Regions from separate parts of the Zea mays genome. Here region 2 is linked to region 1. Evidence: chromatin contacts called from public Hi-C data. All regions are on one chromosome and are shown on one strand. Each heading gives the region's core, a stretch centred on a gene start, on an enhancer-like site or on the middle of the called end of the contact. The rest is flanking DNA. Distances are from core to core; before and after follow the strand shown. Region 1 has its middle 13 kb from the start of LOC100382452. Region 2 overlaps LOC100274180 (Ubiquitin carboxyl-terminal hydrolase-related protein).

Evidence for each region. Hi-C and Micro-C count contacts between places; a contact is called where the count stands out from the background.
Region 2: a contact with region 1 is called in a Hi-C map of root tip, with 2.2 times the contacts expected there. The contact joins two enhancer-like sites. A contact is called at or near these places in 9 of 25 Hi-C or Micro-C datasets (bundle sheath, ear, endosperm and 4 more).

The regions. Positions count from the first base shown.
Region 1 is chr1:13,789,799-13,795,986 of Zm-B73-REFERENCE-NAM-5.0, forward strand. No RefSeq gene overlaps it. Among protein-coding and RNA genes, the nearest start is that of LOC100382452, 13 kb to the right of the region's middle. Within about 2 kb of position 4,888, at least 15 of the 20 cell types and tissues checked have an H3K27ac peak or open chromatin away from gene starts, as enhancers often do. A contact at or near this core is called in root tip, where this site is marked.
Region 2 is chr1:13,904,582-13,910,678 of Zm-B73-REFERENCE-NAM-5.0, forward strand. LOC100274180 (Ubiquitin carboxyl-terminal hydrolase-related protein) reads right to left here. Exons shown (of 13, transcript NM_001360559.1): 7 at 5,930-6,045; 8 at 5,641-5,850; 9 at 5,251-5,523; 10 at 4,981-5,128; 11 at 4,518-4,651; 12 at 3,733-3,813; 13 at 2,932-3,646. The coding sequence ends at 3,560. Among protein-coding and RNA genes, the nearest start is that of LOC100274180, 18 kb to the right of the region's middle. Within about 2 kb of position 3,005, at least 3 of the 20 cell types and tissues checked have an H3K27ac peak or open chromatin away from gene starts, as enhancers often do. A contact at or near this core is called in root tip, where this site is marked.

The sequences.
Region 1 (6,188 bases), core at 3,638-6,137:
TGATCGAACGACCATGATTGGCCCATACCCCTTCGACCTAGGCATTTTGCGTAAAAGACCCCGTGAAATATCTGAATCAACCCGCCGTCCACTGTAGGGTTTGGCTGAGTCTGTGGATTACTTATGTTTTCGCCCCTGCACTTCTGTTTATTTAGCGCACAGTCCAGACACCTATTAAAACCAGGAAATTCATTTAGAAAATGGTTTTTCAGTTTAAATTAATTGTAGAAACATATTAAATTCCTAGAAAATTCATATTAGGTTCAAATTGACCCATTTTGGTTCCTATAATTTTATAATATTATTGTTTATCAGATAGTACCACTGTTTTCATATGAAAGTCACATTAAAATTTATTTCCTAACTAATCTTATATCAAATACATAAAACCTTAGGAAATTCATAACTTCCCCATTTTAATTCTGAATTGACTCGTTCAAGTTGCGTTAGTCTCGTAGCTTGGCGTAGATCATTGTTATATATTTTTTTCTTATGTTTGGTGTGATGTTAATTTTATCTATACCATGTTTGTTTGTATTGTTACGACTAGCGTGAGGACATGTGTCATCTGAAAAGCAAGTTGGTTCCTGGAATCTCAAGTGCCAGGCAAGTTGTGCCCTTGATTCACTTTTGTTACCCAATAATGTTCTTTATAATCATTTACCATGCATAGGTTTAATTTTGATGGGACCCAATAGGTCACCCTAGATTGTTTATCTCATTACCTTGTTTGCCCCTGAATCATATGGGTAGTTTTTGCTATTGCTTTATATGGTTTTGGGATAATCATTTATTATATCCATGTTCCAGTTATTATGTTATTTATTTATGTTCATGTCAAGATCATTATATTATTGTTAATTGGAACATGGAGCTTAACTTGAGAAACACGTGCCACCACAAGGGAGGAATGGCAACCCTTGGCTGACTAATTAGGAAATCTAGTGGAAGACTACCTTACCCGAAAGGGGCAAGGGCAGTAGGGGAGTTGCATGCAAGGAGGTTCTCGGGTTGATTTTGCTGCGATGGCAGTCAGACGAGGGATTCTTGCAAGTGCTCTTCCCATAAACTATAGCGGGTTTTCGGAAGTTAGTGGAACTTTGTAAAGGCCTCGTAGTGGATCCCTAGTCATTCACCTTGGTAGTGTCTAAGGGTCTAGCTAGCCCTGGCGACATGGGAAACACGGCTTGTGGGTAAAGGGTACAACCTCTGCAGAGTGTAAAACTGGTATACTAGCCGAGCTCGCGGTCATGAGCAGCTCAGGACTCTCCGATGATAAATTTATGGAACCTAAATTCAATTTTGTCATTTGCATTGCATGGGTTATTATTAATTTTGTTCTATTACTTTATTTAAGGTTTGGTATTTACTTACACTTAGTAACTGCTAATAAAATTTTGACCAACTTATAAAAGCAATGCTTAGCTTTGACCTCTACTGTTGATGAGCCTTACACTTCATGAACTCCCACCTTTGGTGAGTTCATGTCACATTATTCCCCACAACTTGTTGAGCGATGAACATGTGTGAGCTCACCCTTGCTGTCTCACACCCCCCCCACAGGTCAAGAACAGGTACCACTTGAGGAGGCGCATGGTGGTTGTTGCGCTGTGTTCGTGAGAGGTCTAGGTCGTCGTCTCCCAGTTGACTTTCTGGCGCCAAGGATGGATTCTAGATCCTGTTATATTTATCTTTTATTTTGTAAGACTTCCGCTATGTATTAAGTACTCTGATTATATTGTGACATTATCTCTATACACTCTGTTATTATATATGTTGTCTTCTTTGGCGCATGTATGAGATGCACCTGGCTTTGTCCCTTAAAACCGAGTGTGACACTTCCCTTTTATAGTTTAAGGGAGGCACATACAAGGATGCTGAGCCCCGACATGCGGGCCCAGGAGCATAATGGAAGGAATACCTTATGTGAGTAACTAATGCTAGTAACGCCTGAGCAATCATCGGGAGTCTTGATGACCGCAGTTCATGCAGCATTGATAGCTGAAACGTGTGAGTAATGGTGAGTAATAGCTCGGCCCACGTATCGTGGACTGAGCATGCCGCCTGTTAGTGGAATGGTCAGACGCACTTCTTATCTGCAATGAATGTGGAGGCGCGCGTAGCCCAGAGGCGCCATGCTAGGTTCCGCCCGTTGGCTTAAGCCGCGTGTAGTATGCCACGTGGCAGCATCGGGCCTCCGCCTGAGCGGGGAGTAGGAGTGTATGCATACAGGTCCGGATCCCACCAGACCAGGTCTGGACACGTGTCAGCATCGGACCCCCGCATGGGCCTTGTTCAAGGCCCGAGTATGTTCTGTCCTGGAACCTTGGGACCCCATTGTGGGCGGCCCGGACCCCATACGGGGGGGTCCGGATCCCATTCCAGGGGTCTGGCTTGCACACGTGGAGGTCCTGGACCAACCTTGGAGGTCCGGACTGTATATCTAGGGGTCCGGCACTCTCCCATGGGGGGTCCGGACTCACTGTTGATGCCTTGGAGTACATCACTTTTGGACACGTGGCGGCTCCGGACCCGCCCATGTGGTGGGGTCAGGCGCTGTTGTGGACCTAGAGTAGTCGCCCGAGGCTGGGGCGAGTCATGGCTTGGTCCCACATACAGCACTTTTACCACGCGACTAAGAGATAGCTGCGTGGATACTGTGTCTTTATACAGTAGCAGGGGTACCCTAGTTTCAGGGTACCGACAATCTTAGCTTTATGATGTTCTTGGTGCCTAAGCAAGTGTCTAGTACCAGACGAAGATCTAGCAGACAAGGTACTTTTGCAGTGTTTGCAAATGGCAGAGACCCTTACCTTCTTACCTTTGTTGTCTACACCAGTTACCTCATCGAAGTCAGCCCATACCCTGGACGTGGGTAGCCTCTTCCTCGTTCGGGTGTCATGAGCAGTGCTACCACTACCAGTGGCAGTGGGTCTCGAAGACCTCGTCACCGTCCCGGTCATGGTCGGTGTTGGCTCCATCGCATCGATGTCGACAACAACATCCACATTGTGATCCTCAAGTGCATGCTCCACCGCCTCAGCGATAGGATCAAGATCCATCTAGGGATTTTGAGCGGCTCCTCCACGGCGTCACCGGCTCCTCAATGGCCTTCAAATCATAGAAAAGCAAGAACAAATGAAAATAAAAAACAAGCAGGAGCACCACATAAGCATGAGCACCAAAAAAGTCATTGTCGACGGGCACCAGTTTAGGGTTAAGAGTTAAGACAGATCCGACTTACGGTTTCGACGGTGACACAACCGACAAGAACGCCGGAGCAAGAGGAAAGATCGCCGAAGTTAGAGTCGGAGCTGTTCAATCGAGGGAACACCGGAGTAAGAGGAGAGGGACGAGCGACGGTGCCAGAGAGCTGGGAATGGGAGGGCGTGTGACTAGGGTTGGCAGCGGGTCGGATTTTGTTCGGGTATAATAATATCCGACCCGAAATTGTACCCGAGACTTCTATAAATATCCATACCCACCAAGCTAATCGGGCGAGAAACTGTACCCGTACCCATGCCCATCGGGTATCCACTAGGTATCGGGTATCCAATGGATATGTTATTGTAGACTAAATAACATTCGAGCAGTGTTATAATAAATACATAAAATATTTTAGTTTCCATCTAAGCACCAATGCAACACGAGAACGAACTTCGATACAATATCTCAACTCATAATTATCACATCCAATAGATTTAAATTCGAGTACAGAAAATAAAAACTTAATGAGTTCATGACAGTTGTCAGTCATAACATTGTCAATATCTCATTAGTCTCGATTACATTACAGTTGACTGTTAACACAACACAAATTAATATTCATTAATCAACAACGCATGCGGGTGAGTTTTTCTAGTGGATGTAGCACATTTAAAGAGGTATATTGATATCTCGGGTATCCACTGGATACCCGTGGGTAAAGTATTTTACTCATACCCAACCCGATAGGACCCGTGGGTGAGTTTTTCTACCTGTATCCATATCCACCGGGCACGAAACCCGCGGTTATCCATACCCACGAGTCCTACTGCCATCCCTACGTGTGACTGACGGTGTAAAGCCGAGGAGGCAAGGATCGAGATATTTTGTCTCCCTCCCGAACGGGCCGTGAATGAGTCGGTGGCTAAACGGGTCGTACTCGGGCCTAGCACGCTGTGCCACACATGCGGTCCAAGCACGACATAGCTCGCGTGTCGGGCCGAGCCGGCACGAGCTTGTTAGCCACCGTGCCAGGCCGGGTGCGTGTCGAGCCATGTTCGTGCTGGGCTCCGGGCCGCATGACTGGCCCGACCCGTTTGGACAACACTAAGAGTGTCCCATTTATTGGTCCCTCTCTCCAACAATGAACTTTGACCCTTCCTCCAACAACACCTTCCATTGATCTTCTCTCGGCAGAGTCTCCAGCACACGCGGGACGGGATCTATTGCCGGCCACATGTCTTTGTTCCTCAGATCAGAATCTGATAGGTGTTGAGTAGATCAGAATCTACTGCTCTGAAGACGAAGAGGTTGAGACGCTCCACGCCGCCTAGGTAGAAATGTGAAGGTCACGTGCCTTGTTTCTGAAGAAACAAACAAAGCACGCACGCGCGCGCGCCCTAACAAGATTTAGTTACAGGCGTCCCATCAGACTGAACGGAGGAACCTGACCAGCTGCGGCGCATGCATCTGGTTCGGATGGATGGATGGATGACCCTCCTATTGCCACCCGACGCCATTGTCGGATCCTGACGTCTCTCTCTCTCTCTCTGCTCGCTGTCTTTTTCCGGGAAGGCGCCGGTGCAGAGAAGTTTCTGATCATGGCCCGCGCGCCTTCGTGGGAAGGGATGGGGACTATGGGAGTGGGAGAGAAACGCTGTTGCTGTTGGGTAACAGGCGACGAACTGCCCCGGCCGTGCTCTCAGTCCCGGCGCTGTGGAGGAGCAGTCCGCGGAAGGGGCGCTCGCTGTCTGGGATCCGATCATATTGACGACGACACAGGTGGCGGCTTCACGCAACGCAACTCGAGACGAGCGGGACAAGGCTTCGTGTTTCCTGGCCTGCTGGCCTGGCCTGCGCGAAAGTGTCTGAATCTTCCCTGGAGCGGTTAACAAATACTCCCTCCGTTTCTTTTTATTAGTCGCTGGATAGTGCAATTTTGCACTATCCAGCGACTAATAAAAAGAAACGGAGGGAGTAGCAGCATCTGAATAGCATAACATGTACACAGCTGAGCTCATGCATAGCTAGCTATTAAGCTGCCAATTCAACCTAAAAATTTAAGTTGATGGGAAGGGAGCGGACAATTTAATTATATTATATTATATTCTAACAATAACAACCGATGATGATGATGTCCCTTCATCCGTTGTTCAATTAGCGGCGACCAGTGCAGTCGAGAAGACAAGAAAAGAAAAGAAAAAGAAATTGCTAGTTGGGATCGCGTTCTGAAAATTTAAAAAATCGGCGGCTCTACCAAACGAGGACAAAAGAAGAATTTTTCTTGTCAGGTCACGTGAAACGCGCGCAGGAAGGGAAAGGGATATGGTGATGCCATGGATCGGCGGCTCATGGATGGGCAGCACAGCAGCCCAGCCAGCACAGCAGGCACATTGTCACTGTCACCAAACCCGTCTCAACGCCCGCGTCACACCTCACCATTTGATTGATTAATTCCCCCCTTTTCCCCATTATCCCAGAAACCATTATTGTTTTCTCTTGCGTGTACCAAAAAAAAAAAGATGGTGGTGGTGATGATGAAGCTTCAAGCATCTAGATCGAGTATCGTTGATTCATCCGTTCATCGGTGGCTACCAATGAGCGAGGCAATGATTGGTTTGGTTCCATTCCATTCCATTCCAAATTGGTCAGGTCAGCTGCTCTGACTGAACCCAAAGTCTGAAAACCGCATTCACCGCCCGCCTCAGGTACGGTTAGGTTCGGTTCGGATAAAACATTGACCCTAGCAGGCCTCAGACCTGCGGAGTACGCAGCTACCATTCACTGATGCTGTGTGGGTGTGGCAGTGCCGGGTTCATGCGCCATATATACATCCATTTCGAGTGAACCGTCACAGAGTTTCAGACAAAGTAAAAAAAAAAAAAATCAGCTGGCCTTACACAGCAGCAGGAGAGAGACAATATTAATATAGTAGTAAGCCATGCATGCACCGCGCTAGCTCGCCCTCTCTGTGCACCGGCCGG
Region 2 (6,097 bases), core at 1,755-4,254, 110 kb after region 1:
CCCAATTGCATCAAATACCCGATTCAGCCTTTTCTTTTTTCGGCCTCCGAAGGCTGCTGACATCGCTGTATCTTCGGCCTTTGAATAAGCACCAAGCAATTCGTCACTTAAATTTTCAATACTCTTTAGCTAGTCATCATCTGGCTCAGTAAATTTATCTCCAAACTTGAAGGTGTACTTCAGTCTCACAAGCCCACCTTCGTCGGCCTCTTTTATGGTTTCTTGAGGCATTTCCCATTTCTCCGCAAGAGGCCAAACCCGGAAGGCAATATGCTCTTGTACTAAATCTCTTGTTCCAATAAAAGAGCAGATGACGCCGAAGGCCCTCTGGCATTCTTCGGCAGCTCCATTCATTTCCACCTTCGGCCTCCGAAGGCCGAAGCTTTGCCAAATAGGACGCATAATTATACCTTTGATATCTTCTCGTGCTGATAGGTCATTCTTCACATAAAACCATTCTGTCATCCAATCCCCGGGCCATCTCTTCCGAAAGGTTGGTACGGGACAGCTTGCCCCGGACCGAGAGACGAAACTGTAGCAGCCAAAGTTATTATGGTACTGTTCTTTGCCCCAAGGCTTTGTTTCATATAATAATTCGTGTATATTACAGAAGCTTCTTGCATCAGGCTTCAGACCTTGGCTTCTCGCGGCCCACACGAAGATATTTAGCCTTATAATTGCCTCGGGAGTAAGTTGATGAAGATAGACTTCGAAAATTTTCAACACCTCCACGACGAAGCTACTCAAGGGAAATCGTAGCCCAGCTTTCAGAAAGCTTCGGTATACTACGACTTCATTTTCTTCAGGGTGTGGACAAGTCTTCTCTCCTTCATCGGCCCTCACAATGGACAAATCCCGAAAATACCTTCCTCTCATGTTGACAAGATGATTCTCTTTGATAGTTGATTTACCATAAACTGAATGGCTTGGTCGCCAGGGACGATCTTCGGAGTCTTCGCTACCGCTGTCCACATCATAATTGTCACTGTCACCAGTATCCTCAGACAAGCCTTCCAGAATTTCCTTGGTAATTTTTTCCGTGTTTGTCTTCGACATCGCTATAAGAAACCCCAAGTTTTTCTCCTCATCAAGAGTCAGCTTCGTCTCACCAGCAGTTTTCTTTTTCTCTTCATCAAGAGACAGCTTCGTCTCAGCAACAGCTCTCTTGTTTCCAGACATCTTCGGAAATACTAAAAAACTGTTTTCAAAGCCGAAGCTTTAAAATTAAAGACTCAGGGAATCTTAGCGCGCAAAAGCTAAAAATCGAGCGAGCGAGAGCAAGTGACAAGAGAGCGTACCAAATGAGCTCGCGGTATGCTCTTATTTATACGCTCGGTGCGGTAAAAATGGAAAGACCCCGCCTGTCAGTGAATGTTGCTATTCTAGCAAAGGGAAGGTGTTTTTTCGGACCTTCGGCTTAAAGCCTTCGTCCATGTCGCAATCTAAATTTATTATTTTAACAAATTAATATTGCGAGGGGCTACTGTTGGGGGCCTTCGGCTTCCGAAGGTCCTCAAAAACATGATTTAACAGTGTTTCTAGAGTATAATGTGTGAGCAGGTATCTTCGGACTCGTATCAGAGAGGGAGAAGCTCAAAAGATACGAAGGTTGACACAGCGCCGAAGCTGTGAAGCAGGAAAGCTTCGGCATGTTCGCAGAAAAGGGAACCGACTTGAAGATGAAAAGGCCATTTAGACCTCGATAGATTACTACAGAATTACCACCAAATGTAAAGGGCATGTATGTAATTTTGTATGGGTTGTACCCCGTGCCTATAAATAGGTGAACAGTACCCCCGTACTGTTCACGCTGATTTGGTGTTCACTTTTGCGTCACGCTTGTACTTTCATTTCCTTCAAATTGGAGGTATATCTGTAATTCAATGTTATTTTTATTCATATATAATGATGATATATGATGATCTACATAATTTTTTATGTTTCTTGTAATTTATTCTTCGTCAATATGTAACGCATTTATAAAGGTTCGCCCTTTGTGACCTTCGTCCGAAAATCATTATATCCCAAGGGAAATAATGCTTCGTAGGACGAAGGACTTAACCGATTAACATTTTCTATGTTGCCTTGTTCTTGAAGCATTTGAGAACAAGTCTCCAACAGGACTATTCAAAAGCGAAAGTGTTGCATACGCTTAACATCGTGTCGGGCTTAGGGATGGCAATAGGTACGAGTATGGGTAAATAACCGCGGATAATTATCCATTGGATATGGGTATAGTGGAATTTGATATCCGCGGGTACGGTTATGGATATAATAAGGTATCCACGGATATTTTTTTCGCGGGTATGGATATCCAGTATCCATACCTGTTACCCAATAAATATCTAACATGTGGGTCATCCGAATTTATATATTATCATAAACTCTTATTTTTCAATTTTTATCCATGACATGTTGTTTGATACTGAAATTATCATTTAATGTTATTAGAATGATAACTATTTTGAAATATAATAAAATTATTGTTTGATGTTTAATGCTAAAATTGTAGTGGACGGGCGAGTAACAGGTATTCACTGGATAGCGGATACCCGACGGGTACGAATATGGATACAGATCCATACCCACGAACGCTTATAGGTACAGATATGGGTTAAGTTTTATCTCGCGGGTATGGATTCACGAACTATGTATCCGTGTACTACCTGCTCGATTGTCGTCCCTAGTCAGGCTTATATTCTCTCACGATCCATCTAAAAGTTAACGTCAACGGCCCACGTCACTTAAAGACACATAATGAATCATAAAACTACTGTTTTAATATAAGTAGAGATAAGAGAATTGAAAAAAAAATCGGCATAAAACGACTTACCACTCTGAGTCTTTTGTCACTTCAACGGTTTCTTTTATATCTTAGGCGCGCAATCTTTAGCTAAATAAAAAAAATAAGAATTTAACTATAAAAACAGTAGTGATAAGGAGTCTGGTATTCATCGCTATACTCATCTCACATAATCTCATCGAGTCCCTGTTTACATAGACTCGTGTACTACAGATTTCTCAAAGTCTACCGTATTCCAGATATCGTTCCTCTTTTCAAACAGTACTCCACAGATACACACCGCACCAACAATTCCATTTCCTTCCATTCTCTAAACCTTCTGGCCTCAAAACAGTCACACTCCTATACCTGTCACCTCATTGTAAGCACAAAATTCTATACATAACTGGTGCATAATGAAGAGCTTTAGGCAGATCCGGCTAGAATTGTTGGATGGCAGTTCATGTCGAATGCGTCCCCACCAACTTGATCGGCAGTGAAATCTCATTGGCAGATGAAGGATCCGAAGTTCAGCAAGTATACCAAAGGTTAAAAAAACAGAGGGGTAAACAGCTCTCCTTTAATCCTCAGGTGACTACTTATTACGAGGGGCTCGACCAAAGCTCAGAGACCAACGCAGCTGTTGAATTTGCTACTCTATACCCCCGCTCAAAACGAATTTGCTACTCTATTTCTAATCTTCACGGCCACAGGTAAAAACCCTATATTTGAGGGCATGTTAACCACTGCACAACACTTTACGACTCTGAAGAATGATTAATTTGCAGACTCAAAGAAAAGCACTTGGGGTTGCAAGTGACCCTTTTCACACATCACGAGCACATCACCCCAACTACCTACAACCTGCACAAATAACATGGAACCAAAATTGGGCCACATTAGTACGAACAGTAAAAAGGATGCTCAAAGTAGTATGGTTATTGGGTTACCTTGACTGTCTGGTCATCATACATGACCCATCGTCCATCCTTGAAGGCAAAACAATGATAATGCTGGCCATAGTAACAAACCTGCAGGAGTAAAAAAGCAATAATGTTATATATCTAATGCTCCTTGCATCGACAGACAGATGCCAAGCACCAGCTTTAGATAAAAGACTATGTAAAGACATGATGTTTACTTCAAAATGCAACACACCTTTACTGTAAATCCATTATATGGAGAAAATATGTCATTTGGTAGGTATAGTAATGAAGCTAAATGGGAAAAAAAATTGACAACAAATGGAAAGATTGACAATAATGTTACACCTTTTTTACCACAATCAGCAATAACAATACAGTCACATTAACGTTATATGCAGCTGAACTCAATTTGCTATCCGCCTTAAATATATTCAACCTGCTTCGTATCCTATCAGCTCCCAGTTTACGAAATTACTGAAAGCAAGCTCCCAAATCAGCTGATGACATAATACTAACAAGTGACAACACAATGAGCTCCCTGGAAAAAGAAACAAATAGTATCCCAAGCTGGAGACATCATTTTATTCTCAAACTGGAGTTATTTTGGTAGTTCCCTAAACCTGTTCAAAAGTCTAGCCGGGCCTGCAAAAAGCACAGGCCAGCTGCATATGGTTTTGCTGCTGCATAAGTAGTATAAATACACATACCAGAAGAAGATAATTTTGAGATTTAAGAAAACTACAATCAACAAAACCATCCACACATTCAAGAATGAGATAAAATAAAACAAAGGGTCTCCTTGGCCATACCACTGACACCAGGGTGTGTTTGCTTCCTTGATCTAGGCCACGGTAGAATATGCTAATGTCTATCTCAGTTGAAATACCAGCCAAAGTTGCAGATATGTCATCCACATTCTCTTTGTTGTTCTGCCATCCCAAAACTAAAACGAAAGTTCAATAGGTAAGTAGAGGAGAATGCCAACAAATGATCTCACCAAACATAGAACATGGAAGTGTTAGTGCAGGATCACCCCCTCACAAGGCTGTAACGTGCCAAAAAGCAAAGTAGATCACAATTGCTCAATTGAAGATGGTCGACTAAGAGAATACAGCAACCTATCCTACACGATTATAGGAATAATAAAACATATAAAGCATTCTAAGAGAATACTGTGAGGTCAAATATTCATCAAACAACAGCAAGACTGGACATGAAAGTACATGCAAAATAATTGCAGCCTGAAATATCCAAGAGCCAAAAAAGGCTTACCAACTGTAAAGACATGTGGGGGAGTAGAAAGGATGTGGTGTATGTGATTCGGTTTTCCACAGCCGCCAACGTCTTGATCACAAGCTAGTTGATCATTCATTATGACAACCTTCAAAAGTTCATCAAATGAAGAATCTGGACACATCATCTGAAGAAGGAATAGTTAGCGAAACCAGAAACTATCATGATTGCACTATAAAATAAACCGCATATAACACAAATAAAAATAGGGAACATATAATGAGATTCAACCAAACAAAGAAAACTAACCTTCGCGGTTCGGAGTGAACTAGCATTAATATTGTGGAAAAATGAAGTATATTTGAGCCGCCGAGACTCCATCTTGCAATTGTGACAGTTCATCCGTTCATATACGTCCATCCCAAAAAGACTATGTGCTATGCAAGAAATATTTGCACAATCCCATGATCCAATAGAATTCTTCTCATGAGGTTTACCATGGCAGACAGTACGCGAAGTGTATGACTTATGCAAACACTCAAAGATTACACCCAGTACCTCAGATGCATCATTCATCTGGCCCTGCCATGATCATAAAAATGATTATAGCCAAGGAACATATATATAAGAATCTGGATGCTAAAATGTTGAAAGAACATACATAAAGCCTTAAATTATCAAGAGAGGACATTGATTTACCTCCTGAAAGAATTTGCTGTTCGGGTAGGATTTGCTCAAAGCGATCCTCAATGAAGTAGGCGCAACAGCTTCTCCGTGTCCCTTGGCTGCTTTGCTCAGGTCAATGAAGATACCATATAAAGCGCAGACAGCACAAGGATCTTCAACATGCTTGTGCAGTGATGATGTTTTAAGGAACTCGTCCCGAAACCGCCTTATATGCCATAATGACTGCAAATAGAAGAACGGTAGGTAAACAGAGACCGATTGCCTAATCATAGAGAATAGCACATTATGAATCTAAGCTTACCTGAATAATCACATTCAAGAAACAATTGTATTCACCAGCGGCATTTTTAAGGCCAGTGCCATACACTTCTGTTTCATTTGAAGTGCTTATTGTACCAGCAGGATAAGCATCGTATCCTTAAATGATAGGACTTAAGTGAGAAATCATCGAAATTCCTTAAAACAAAAT